2 separate regions of the Xenopus tropicalis genome follow, and region 1 is linked to region 2. The links are chromatin contacts, called in public Hi-C maps. All regions are on one chromosome and are shown on one strand. The core of a region is the stretch at or near the end of the contact, and the rest is flanking DNA. Distances in the headings are between cores, read along the strand shown.

The links. Hi-C and Micro-C count contacts between places; a contact is called where the count stands out from the background.
Region 1: a Hi-C map of neurula embryo shows a contact between it and region 2, with 2.3 times the contacts expected there. The contact joins two enhancer-like sites. A contact is called at or near these places in 2 of 5 Hi-C or Micro-C datasets (neurula embryo and tailbud embryo).

Annotation. Positions count from the first base shown.
Region 1 is chr5:79,770,700-79,776,436 of UCB_Xtro_10.0, reverse strand. No RefSeq gene overlaps it. Among named protein-coding and RNA genes, the nearest start is that of prep, 55 kb to the left of the region's middle. Within about 2 kb of position 2,141, at least 1 of the 11 cell types and tissues checked has an H3K27ac peak or open chromatin away from gene starts, as enhancers often do. A contact at or near this core is called in neurula embryo, where this site is marked.
Region 2 is chr5:79,587,930-79,593,889 of UCB_Xtro_10.0, reverse strand. No RefSeq gene overlaps it. Among named protein-coding and RNA genes, the nearest start is that of prdm1, 66 kb to the right of the region's middle. Within about 2 kb of position 3,144, at least 4 of the 11 cell types and tissues checked have an H3K27ac peak or open chromatin away from gene starts, as enhancers often do. A contact at or near this core is called in neurula embryo, where this site is marked.

The DNA.
Region 1 (5,737 bases), core at 892-3,391, 180 kb before region 2:
TGGCATAACTTACTCAAGTCAATTGAAAAAATGTAACCAGTAACAAAATTCTGGTGTAGGACCTATATAAGGGCTCTTATGCATGGGTGTTTATTCATGCGCTCCCATAAGGAACATCTTTTTATTTAGGCACATACTGCGTAAGGGCCCTAAAAACAGCATGATAAGAGGCATGTCGAATGCAGTTTTTTACATTGCATTTTTCAAGCTGGTGCTAATTTTTACACTGGGCTACTCAGTTACCTTACGTTAATGAAAAGCTTTATAAATATACTCTTATGCACCAATGCCTTCATTCATTCAGACAGCGTCATGCATCATGGTGTGTTATAGTTACACACCACAGGAGCCCAGAGTTTTAATTAATTGCCAATACTGATATTTGAAAATTGGGACCTTTTAAAGCACAATGATGTCCTGAACAACCTTAACATCTCCTATTCTTATTTATAAATAAATAAGTAAAATCTTCCTGTAGTTTTATTCACTCTACAGTGTACCAGGCCCTGATCTAATGGATCATGTGTCTGCCCAATGATTAGTCATTGGGCAGACACATGATCCATTAGTCTATTTACCTTATGACTGTGTATATGTACAGGTAATAATCCTTATTATTCTAGGAAAAACTGCATTGTGGAAAAAAAATGACAAATCGCACTGATTTTGCATAGTAATCCTTTGATCCATCCCATCAACTTGCAATACCGCCTCCTTACTTGCCATCAAGCCGACCTTCTTACCAGTAAAATAACACACACCACAACACCAAATTGACTTGTTGGATGTGGAACAAGCCACAGCTTTATTAAATGTTCACAGTTAAAATTCTCCAAACAATTTCATATTAACCTGGAAAAAATGTTTTGCATAAATAACGGTAACATTTACATAAATTAACATAGATGTAAGCAGATCAATATTAAAACAACTAGCCTAAATTAGTTGGTCCTTGGCAATCGGACGCTCCCTTCCAAAACCTTGACGTATTAAAGTACCAACACCACCATCACCACTGTGAGCCCGTATCTGCCATATGCCGCAATCATCCTGGCCCCTATGGGTACGCAGGGGCTCCAGCTACCCAACAACTGTAGGATCTTTTATGATTCAGTTCATTCCTCACAACAACTGAACCCACCAAAACAAAGAAAGCCTTTAACCGATATGGCTGGCTGCATTTACCACCACTTGCCCGCATTGCCAAGGACCCCACTACCCCTCCTAAAGCCGTGACATCAAAATGAATACTACGCTGACTACCACTGACCAAAGCCAACTAGGGCGGGCGGGTGGGGACACTTCTCTTGCTTAGCTGAAACTGATCCTCTTGGTTATCACCCAGCTATTCTGTAGAATTCCCGCTCACCCACCCAACCAATCAGCTATTAAACTACAGTTCTCCAGCCAATGGCCTTCTCCCAGATGTGTTCCTGGGGTGATCAAAAGTCTTCCCCATTTACTTCACTGTTCGTTGCTATGGGGAAGACTAACTTTCTGCTCTGAGTAAGTAAAGCCTATTGTCTGCTGATAAGATCACAGCTTAAAGATTGGGATTTCTTGGAAGTTACCAGGCCTTCCAGTAAAATAATGTGTCAGGCTGCTGTTTGCTATTAAATGCCTGTGGGATTGGACACTTTAACATTAACTCAAAACAGTAATGTAAAGAAAAGTGGAAAATGATGCATGTTCTGCTTACTGCTGATTGCTTCTTTTCCTTTCAGTTAAACCTGTTTTACCATTTAATATTAAATATAAAGAATGTATTGCAATTCTATTTTTGGTTTCTCCTTCAGGTACATTTAATAATGCTGAAAGTGCCATGCTCAGATTCATTCTGCTGCACTAAAAAAAATACATTTCCTAATTCCCATCCCAGCTGCGATTTATTAAGGAGCTGGAGTTTAGTTTGGCTTTAAACAATTCTAATCTTGCTAAACTACAGCACTGGTAGTTTTACAGAAGGAATGCGAGGTGAGGGAAGAAGGCTGCAAGACGTCCCAGAGGATTTACCTGCTCCTGCACATTAGGCTGTTTGTCAAGGAGGATTTCCTCTTTTGTTTTAGTGCCCCCTCTTTCCCGTTCACTGATCTCCTTTCCTGGAGCTACTCTTTTGCATACCCTTGGGATACTTTCATTCCTTCAGTGGCACTTCCTTTAAGCTTTTAATTGTCATGGCCACACTACCCAAGCATGTTGCTTTCACAAGCTTAACAATAGGAGCAACACCTGATTCGACATTTATGGCACTAAAATATCCCCTTTAAGTTTCTAGAAAGCATGTTTACTTGCTGCTTATGATTAAAGGCAATAGTACAAAATACTGCTTTAAAGCAGATGCAAAATCACGCAGAATTTCTTTCTCTATAATGACGGTTTGCCTTTGGCACACATTAGGATCCCCAGGGCTGGGAATTTCACTGGTTTACTTTTCAGTGAGGAAAATCAGATAAGTAGAATATTTTGACTTTCCTCTACATATAATTCAGTTGATGAATTAAGCTGGTCAAATACAGTATCATCAGTGGGCCAAATCAGGCACTAGAATGTTTGACCCTGGGGTCAACAAATAATTTTTCCACCTTGACCAAAAGATATCTAAACAAACCTTGAGTATATATTGATTTGGATATGAATTGTCCTATACGGCCAGACTACTCAAAAGTAGCCTATTCTTTAGCCTTCTTAGTTTAAAACTAAACTTAAAGACTACCTTTTGGAGCACTCGCCCAGCACCTGATCTGGGAACTAGCACTTATACTGTAATGTCACCCACTGTGACCTACAGCACTTATATTTGCCTATTTGTGTCTGTTAGTTACCCTCCCATATAGATTGTAAGCTCTACGGGGCAGGGACCTCCTTCCTCTTGTGTCCTTGACTCTTATCTTATTGCAGCTGTATTTATCTGTATTTATTATTATACTTTGTATTTATCTATTATTATCTTATTAACACCCTGTTTGTATTAATGTATTCTACTGTACAGCGCTGCATACATAAGTAGTGCTTTATAAATAAAGATATACATACATACATACAATGTCAAACCATGTATATAAGTCTAAAAATGTCTTTACCCACAATGAATAATTAACTATAATTTAGTGGCATAACTACTCTGCGCTGCCCTCCTGCAATCTAGAGGGGTCCAGGGCAAAGTAGCAAACCCCTATCTGGCTCTCTTACCCAGCATGTATGACATAGTGCCTGTTAATTGTGACCCACTCATGTCCCATGGCCTGCACAAAAATAAATCCCCATTTCCCGCCCGCACTCTTATGTGTGAATTTATTTGCAACAATAGAGAAAGCAGCCCCTACTTTCCAGCCCCCCCTGGGACTGGAATTCTGTTTCCACTATTGTTACGCCACTGCTATAATTTATGATACAGCTGCCTACCAGGCTCTCATCACCCTCACTGTTCATATTGACCCTGCTAGGTGTCCCTAAAGCCACACTGCCATGTGGAGAAGCACTGTTGCCGAAGTTTATACGTTCTGGATAACATGAAGGTGGAGTTTGTTATTTCTTTTCCACCTTTGTAACGTAACACTACCAGCCACAACACAAGGCAAAGTTCTAGGTGCAAATACAGCTGCAAGATGAAAGCATTTTCATCTTACCTCTTTAGTATTTGACATCTATATTGTAGGATCTAAAGCATGTATGACATAGTGCCTGTTAATTGTGACTTAAATTTTCTCAATGGCACTAGAATCCCATGCACAAAATTCTGCATTGAGGGTTAAGACTTGGTAAATGTTTGCAATTTTTGCATAAAGCACTTTGCCCACTGTTTGTAAAGAAGGCCCTATGCCTTTAAAACTGACTATGCCAATGTCTTCTTTAACAAATCCTACCTCACATAGTATGACTACCACAACCATTAATGGAGGCTTGTTTTGAGTTTGTGGGTAAATGCAATGGATAATCACTTTCAGAAACTGAGAAACTCCCAAAGGATCATAGGCTTTACACTCCCGACTAGTAAACAGGTTAAGCTCACATAAACACTTACAAATAGCTGATCTAATCTTGGTCAGATATGTGTCTCAAAATCCTTCAGGCCTAAGGCAATCCTGCATGTGCAGAAAAATCACCCAAGGTGGCCAGTGATGGCTAAGGAATAGTCTAATTTAGAGTCTAGACACAAAGGATATGGCATTTAGAAACAGAATATACAGAGGTCACAGTTTTAAAAATGTTAATATACATTCAACCATATTTCTTGAAAAATGTAAGACTATGTAAATACTGTTATATAATCTATGGGCAAATAAATCATTTCTTTATGGATTGTATCATTTTCTACATTTGTCTCCAGCCTTTCAATCAGAAAGTGCTAATATTTATTATGTATCTTGATTTGTTGAGCAATTTATTTGGCCTTATTCAGATACCTTTCTAATGAATAAATCAAGCTTTGTCATTTGTTTTTGTCACTTAACTCATATTTCTATTCCTCTGTATCCCTGCTGTAGTCCTGTTTAGATGTAATGTTAGTTCTCAGAAGATCTTTAATGAAGTGCCTTTTGTATTATTAAAACAATTGACTCTATTCCTGTTCGGTAGGAAAATATATCAATGGTTTGTCATGTCATGTTGCAGTTTGTATAAACACAGATTGGGTACTTTGATTGTAAACCTGGGGTGAATTATGAAATGTGGTAAGATTATTATTATCATTTGCTTGCACAGCACATGCAGTTTATTCTGCACTATGGGTAGGAACACAAGTACTTGTAGCGGTGCATTACAAGGAACAGTAAGATGTGTATAATATGCTAAACTACACAGGAGATTTTGTAGGATGGTGTTGAATTTTCAGAAAGCATCCTACATATCAAATATAATTGCATGGGTTAAAAGATAACAGGACTGATAGAAAAGTCCAATGTGTAAACTACAACTTCTTAAACACCCGTTGGAAGAGAATGCAGCATGCTGCAATTTTTTTTTTGCCAACCTACCCAGAAACTGATTGATTTGCTCATCAGGTAAACTCAATAATAAGAGAATAAGTGCTTCTGCTTTGAACTAATGGGTCTATTTAGAAAGGAGTCAGAATTATTATACAGGTATGGGACCCATTATCCATAATGCTCGGGACCCAGGGATTTCTGTAATTTGGATCTCCCTACCTTAAGAGCATTGTCGATTAATCTCCCCGCAGTGCCATCCCACCGGCAAGAATGTAAATCGCCGGTGGGATTGCATACGCCATTTACATTCTTGAGATGGCATTGCGGGGAGATTAGTTGCCCGCGGCTAAAATCATTTAAACATTAAATAAATCCAATAGGATTGTTTTATCTCCAATAATGATTAATTATATGTTAGTTGGGATCAAGTACACAGTGCTGTAAATATATTTAAAAACATAGAATTTTTAATTAAAGTTGAGTCTGTGGGAGATGACCCTTCTATAATTTGGAGCTTCCTTGATAACAGGTTTCCGGGTAACAGGTCGTATACCTGTATTACAGATATCAGACCTAACACTTGGGACCTGGGGACTTCCGGATAAGAGGTCTTTTCATAATTTGGATCGCCATACATTACTTTTATTTAAAGACATTTAAACATTAAAGGAGAAGGAAAGGCTAAGTGACTTGGGGGTGCCAAAATGGTAGACACCCCCAATGATGTTAGGCACCCCCAAGTGACTTAAATCGCTTACCTTGTACCCCGGGCTGGTGAGGTTTTCTCCTAACAGGGGCACCAGCCCGGGGTA
Region 2 (5,960 bases), core at 1,895-4,394:
GCTATTCAGAAATAAATTATTAAGGCACAAAATGTACATTAGGAAAGGTAAATATATGCTCAACGTGTGTGTATTGGGGAGGGGGGCTGTAAATCAAACCCATGGAATTGCGTGTTGTTGGGGGGGGTTAAATTCCAAGGCAGCATAATACACACCTTAAGAAAGGGTTAAAATCCTAATCTGAGAGACGATCAGAACTAGCCCAATTGTACAAATTACTCACTCCCCCACTTCCGTTTATAAAGGGAAAAGTTTGTGTTCCACAGGGGGCCGATTTATTAAAATCACATGTACAAGATTGCTGTGCGCCGCCGCTATCTCTGTAAATGCCAAACACATTAGTCACAGAAGTATACTTAGTAAATTCGACTGATCACTGAGGCAGCTTGTAGTCAGGCAGAAAAGCACAAGAGTTTCTGTGATTTTTTTAAGAATATATTTGTCATTAAAATTAAGTTGAGGTTAAGGACCATCTTCACCAAAACTGTGGTGTAAATGATGTCATTCTAAGAAGCGTTCCAATATACATCCATCTGTAATGTCAATGAATGTTAAAGTTATGTGTGAATATAACTGCTATTGAAGCAAATATCTGTTTATACCTTTCTGTTCTCTGCTTCAAACTGTTGAAACGATATAACAGAAGCCATTTCTGCTCAAAGTTTCCTCGGCATTGTTTCAGAAGTCAGAACCAGGAGTGCAGACAACTATAAAACCAAATGAAATAATTCACCAAGGCATCATTGAAAGTGGTTTAAAATTGCATATCTTTCATTAATAAGCAGTTTTTCGATGTAGTTCTTCTTTAACGGAAGAGTGTCCGGTTTCTATGTTGTCTTACTAACTAAAGTTATATCACTGATTATTTATTTGCCTCTCATTTAATAAAAACGCATTATCGCAAAATTCGGCAGGTATGTTATTTTTACATATATACTAGTCATCTTTTTTATTATGGAATTTGGTAGGTTGACATTTCTTCATCTGCTGATTGTACCATTTGCATTTGTTTATTACATTTTTCTTACATTTTCGTTAAAACATAAGGACATAAAGGACCAGTAGCTGCTGCCATGTTGCTTTCTCACGCTATGCCATTGTACACCCTGCTGCCTGTATGCACATCGGGTTGGGGAATATTTGCTCCAGTACAAAACCTTCAAACACCTGGAGTTGCTTAGATGTCTCGCTTCACTGATGCCCTTTAATCATTATATACCTCGATAATTTTGTATATATTTTTGTGATCTATTGAACACTATATTTAACAGAGGTGTAAAGAGATAACACACCACACATTTTATCCGGTCACATCAAAACGATATGGCATAATGAATTTCTTTACCCCTAGACTTAGTCACATTTATGGGGAACACCATTCGCATGATGATATCAAAGCTCATGGGCAGTATATTATGGAATGGCATAAAGGGAGTTTTTCTTTCTTTTGGCACAGTTTGTCCTTTATTATTCCTAAAAGTGAAAGATCCGTTTGTTGCAGGCTCCCAGGTATAACCCTCCTTTCTCTTTCAGCATCTCTACACCACACCCAAGGCTTTGTTCTACCCCACGGCTTTACCCACCCTTATCAGATGAAAGGCTCAGGGACATTCTTGCATGACAATGCCTCTTAGTTTGCCCAAGTGCTTCTGGCCCACTAAACTGTGTGTTGTACTGAGCTGTAGCAGCCACCATTAAATCTACCTGGATCTGCAAACAGTGCCCAGAATTGCTCTTTCAAAGCAAAACAAAACAACAACACTGCATTAAATGGAAAAGTATAGGCCTCCAGCCTTATGCATACAGTGCAAGTGTTAATCTGGTGGCTGGGGGTGGGATAATGAACTAACGCTATGAAACAATTACAGCCCTAGGTAAGGCAGCTTTGCATAGAATGTGACAAGTCAGTGCAATTAATCATCCCACCTAAAGAAAGTGGAGAGCTCAGCAAATAGGTTCATGTGCAATTAGGAGATATTTCTTCCAACTTCCTGTCCATCACTAAAATCTGGCATCTCTCCCCCAATTACTTAAAAAATATTAGGAGGGAGTCATTTCCGATAATTATGCAGGTATAAAGATGTGTTTACCACTTTACACTAAATTCGTTATTTAATACAGCGGTATGGCCCTAATTCAGTATTATCACTGCTGCATCGATTTGTGTTTCGCTTAAACGAATTGTTTTAAATACAGTACCATGTTGCACGAATATTGATATGGGGACATCTCAATCTGTTGTCAGTTAATTCATTCGAATGTATTCCAGGCCAGCTTTATAGGGTGGAATGGTAAAGGATTCCATGCCATTAAACGAAAACCATTCACTCCAGAATATAGAGTTAAGTTATACATAAATGAAGTCCCATATCGTAAATACAGAATACATTTACAAAGTTAAACGAACGAATGTAGCCCAAATACATGAACATATTAAGCATATGAAACGAAATTTGCCTTAAACATTGCAATATATATGTTTCCCACTGGCAAGGGCAGAAAATGAAAGGTCATTTGCCAGTGCTGAAAGCTAGTGATCTGCTGGCCCTTTTCAGCAGCTAATTAGCAGGGCTTAGACTCAGTAAAAGTCCTGTGGGTGCCAGCCCCTGGGTGACCTGTCTGATTAATGGATGAGAAAGGGGGCTGTTGTGAGATGTGGTTATCGGGTAACCTTTGTTACCTGAGGGGCTTGGCCATCATTTCTCAGAATCATTAGTTATCACACACACAAGCACATTGTTCTGCCGGAGAGGCCCAAGAGAGAGGGAGAGAGAGACATTCATATGCAGGCAAGGGGGAACAATGGGGCCCAGCTATGGGGCTGGATTGCTGTAGGTAGAACGACATCGATTATTAGGGAGGGGCTTGTCCGATATGCGATCCTCCTTCTGTTACAGAGTACCTAGGCAGAGTAGGCATGTGGGACTCAGGTACCAGCAGCTGGAGGGCCACCACATTTTTTTTGGTCTTCTGTAAACCAAATAATAGTTGCGCACGATCTCTATTAGGATCCCGTGCCTAAAAGCCTCCAGTTACACTGTAATTGCCCCAGATTGTAACCCCCTGTCTATCACACGCCACAATACTATCTGATTTCATGGCCCCAAGCTCACACCCTGCAAGTCGGGCAACTTCACCCCAGGGCACGTCACGTGATTGCCCTTGCTCACCTGATCCTCTCCCTTATGTTGTACAAGCGGCGGCAGCGGCAGCAGCCAGGGAAACTCAATAGGAAAAGCGATCAGTGGCAGCAGCAGCCTGCGCCTCATGCACTATTCATTCGCGATACAGACACCGATCTGCCAGGCCTAATGAAGAGCAGAGCCCAGGAGATACGTTAACACCTTCCCTGTGTTCCCAGGCTCTGTGCTTGACACCTCACTTGCATTAATATTAATGGACTACTTTGTGGCAGGTGAATGTATAGCCACTGTATCAATTTCTCCTCACCTTCCCGAGAGAGATGAAGAGAGTATCCATTAACCCTTTCACTGCTGGAACTTGCTGGGAAACATGCGGGGAATCAAAGGTTCCCTTTCTTTGTCATAGAAGGTGTCCATTCTAAGTCAGACGAATTCAAGGTCCCCTTTAATTCCACTAACAAATGTAGGTGATTCCAAACAGTATATAAGTACACAAGTTTATACCAACTGGTGCCAGCGATCCTTATATATATATATATATATATAGCAATTAGCTCTACTCTTCTTCATGAGTAAAATAAACACTAAGTAACCAAGAACCAGACTGAACTAAAATACTTAAACAAAGACACATACATAATAATAATTGATAAATAGTGCCAGGTCCTAGTAGCACCAATTGACTTGGTACCATCCCAGGCAGCTTGGCCAATACCATTCCCCCTGGCAGTGTATTTGGGGAGGGTGTGTCCCCCTCACACCTATTGCCTATTTGGCCCTACAATTTCCTAAAGTGCTCTCTTATTTGAGGTAGCAGAATTCCAAGTTCCCACTAACCTGTCTTTATCTGCTACATCAAAGTACTAATGTAGGGCGAGGCCATGGTGTGAGACTCACAGTCATACCGATCATTGCCTTTTTCTTTGGAAACAGGGAATTTTATGTTCTGACCAAATCTATCACTTCCCTTTGATGCCTTTGAAGAGTCAGCCTGAAAATCTACCTGCTTGCAAAACAGTAAAATAGCCAAATAGCACGGGAATTTGTTATTACCTATAGGAATCTAAATGATGTGACCTGCCAACGACCGATCTCAGCGTCCGACCCTTTATTATATTATATTGACCTTGATCGCTTGTATTAGAATAATGATTTAAATAAAATTGCACATAGACACACAAACATGAACCAAATAACTGGTATATTTGATTGTTTAAATTCATAAATGTTTTCACTACTCCCCTATTCCACAGCAATATGGGGCAAATTTCCTAAAAGCCAGGAGAGACAAATCTCTATCAGTTGAATGTGTTCTGCTGACAAATGAAGAATGAACAATCAGTTTGCCCTAGTTTTGCCACGGTGGCTATCCCTAATGGCCATAATGTTGTACAACAAAGTCAGACCAATGTCGATCCAAATAGACAACCCATACACACAAATATGTTCTAGCATGTCGGTGATCGGGAGATAGAAAGTTCTACTAAATTCACTTTTATCTTGAACTAGCTAACAGCTTTATATCTATTCTGTTATTATCCCACTGCCTGTCAGGTCTGTGTCTCAATGTATAGTTATGGATTTTACCATGAACTACTATCATCTATCTATCTATCATTTATCTATCTATCTATCTATCTATCATCTATCTATCTATCTATCTATCTATCTATCTATCATCATCTATCTATCTATCTATCTATCTATCTATCTATCATCATCATCATCATCTATCCATATTAGCGGATCGAAATACAGTAGATATTGGTAAAATAAAATAAAATTGGTGAAAAACCATATATATATATTCTTGTGGAAACGAGTATAATGTATATTCTGGTTTCACACTAACAGAAATGACAGTATACACTGCAATATACACTGCAATATACATTTAAGGCTTCCCGGCTCAGTGGGGACACATTACAGCACATTACACACAGTTACACACAGTCATACACTACACACAGTCCCTCACTTTTCCTGAGCCGCATTTCCAGTAAATAAACAGCGCACAGGGGGACCCAGATAATTGTTTTATCCCGACAAGGAGCTTTGATGGAAGTGTAAAGCAGCGAGCGGTACCTCTGGGGCTAAATGGCATCACGCTGAAACACTGATACAATTAAAGGGACTGGTTATTTTAACCTGTTGCGCTTCCCAGTGGGGGCCCAGCCTTGCCATAGTGATGCACCTTGGCCATTACCTTATGAAATGATCTCTCCTGCTCCACACTTTTCAACTCTTTCCCCTATTATGTGAGTGGAGACAGTTAGTCTGTAACAGGCAATGGCTGGGAGGGTCAAGTCTGGATTTATATTAGAATATAAGGCATTTGTGGATGCTAACAGGTAAATGGTTCGCATCTGCAGGGTATGCAAGGAGATACCAGCTGACCAGGGGCCTTTCTTGCTACTGAGCCTGTGTTCTGGAAATGTTTGTTCTCTGTTTTTTTTACAAGCTGAACAACGGTACTAAAGTATTTGAATGCACTTGTAGCCAGGAATCAGCAGGGCTGCCATCAGAAAATTTGGGGCCCACACAAGTTATTTATATGGGGTCCCATGAACACATGCCCATAGTACCAACATTTTGGCCATGGGGTCATTTATCATGGGGCCCAGCACAACAGTACCCCCTCTCCTCCACTGATAGGGGCCCTGGGAACTAGTTATCTGCCGCAGCCTTCATTTTTTTCTCACTAGTAGTGTTTAAATAAAATGTTTTCATTTTTCTGGACAGTGAGGCAGTGAGTGCTTTCTATATACAGTGGATGCATTTTTTGGGTTAGGACCCGGCTATTGCCTTTGGACTGGT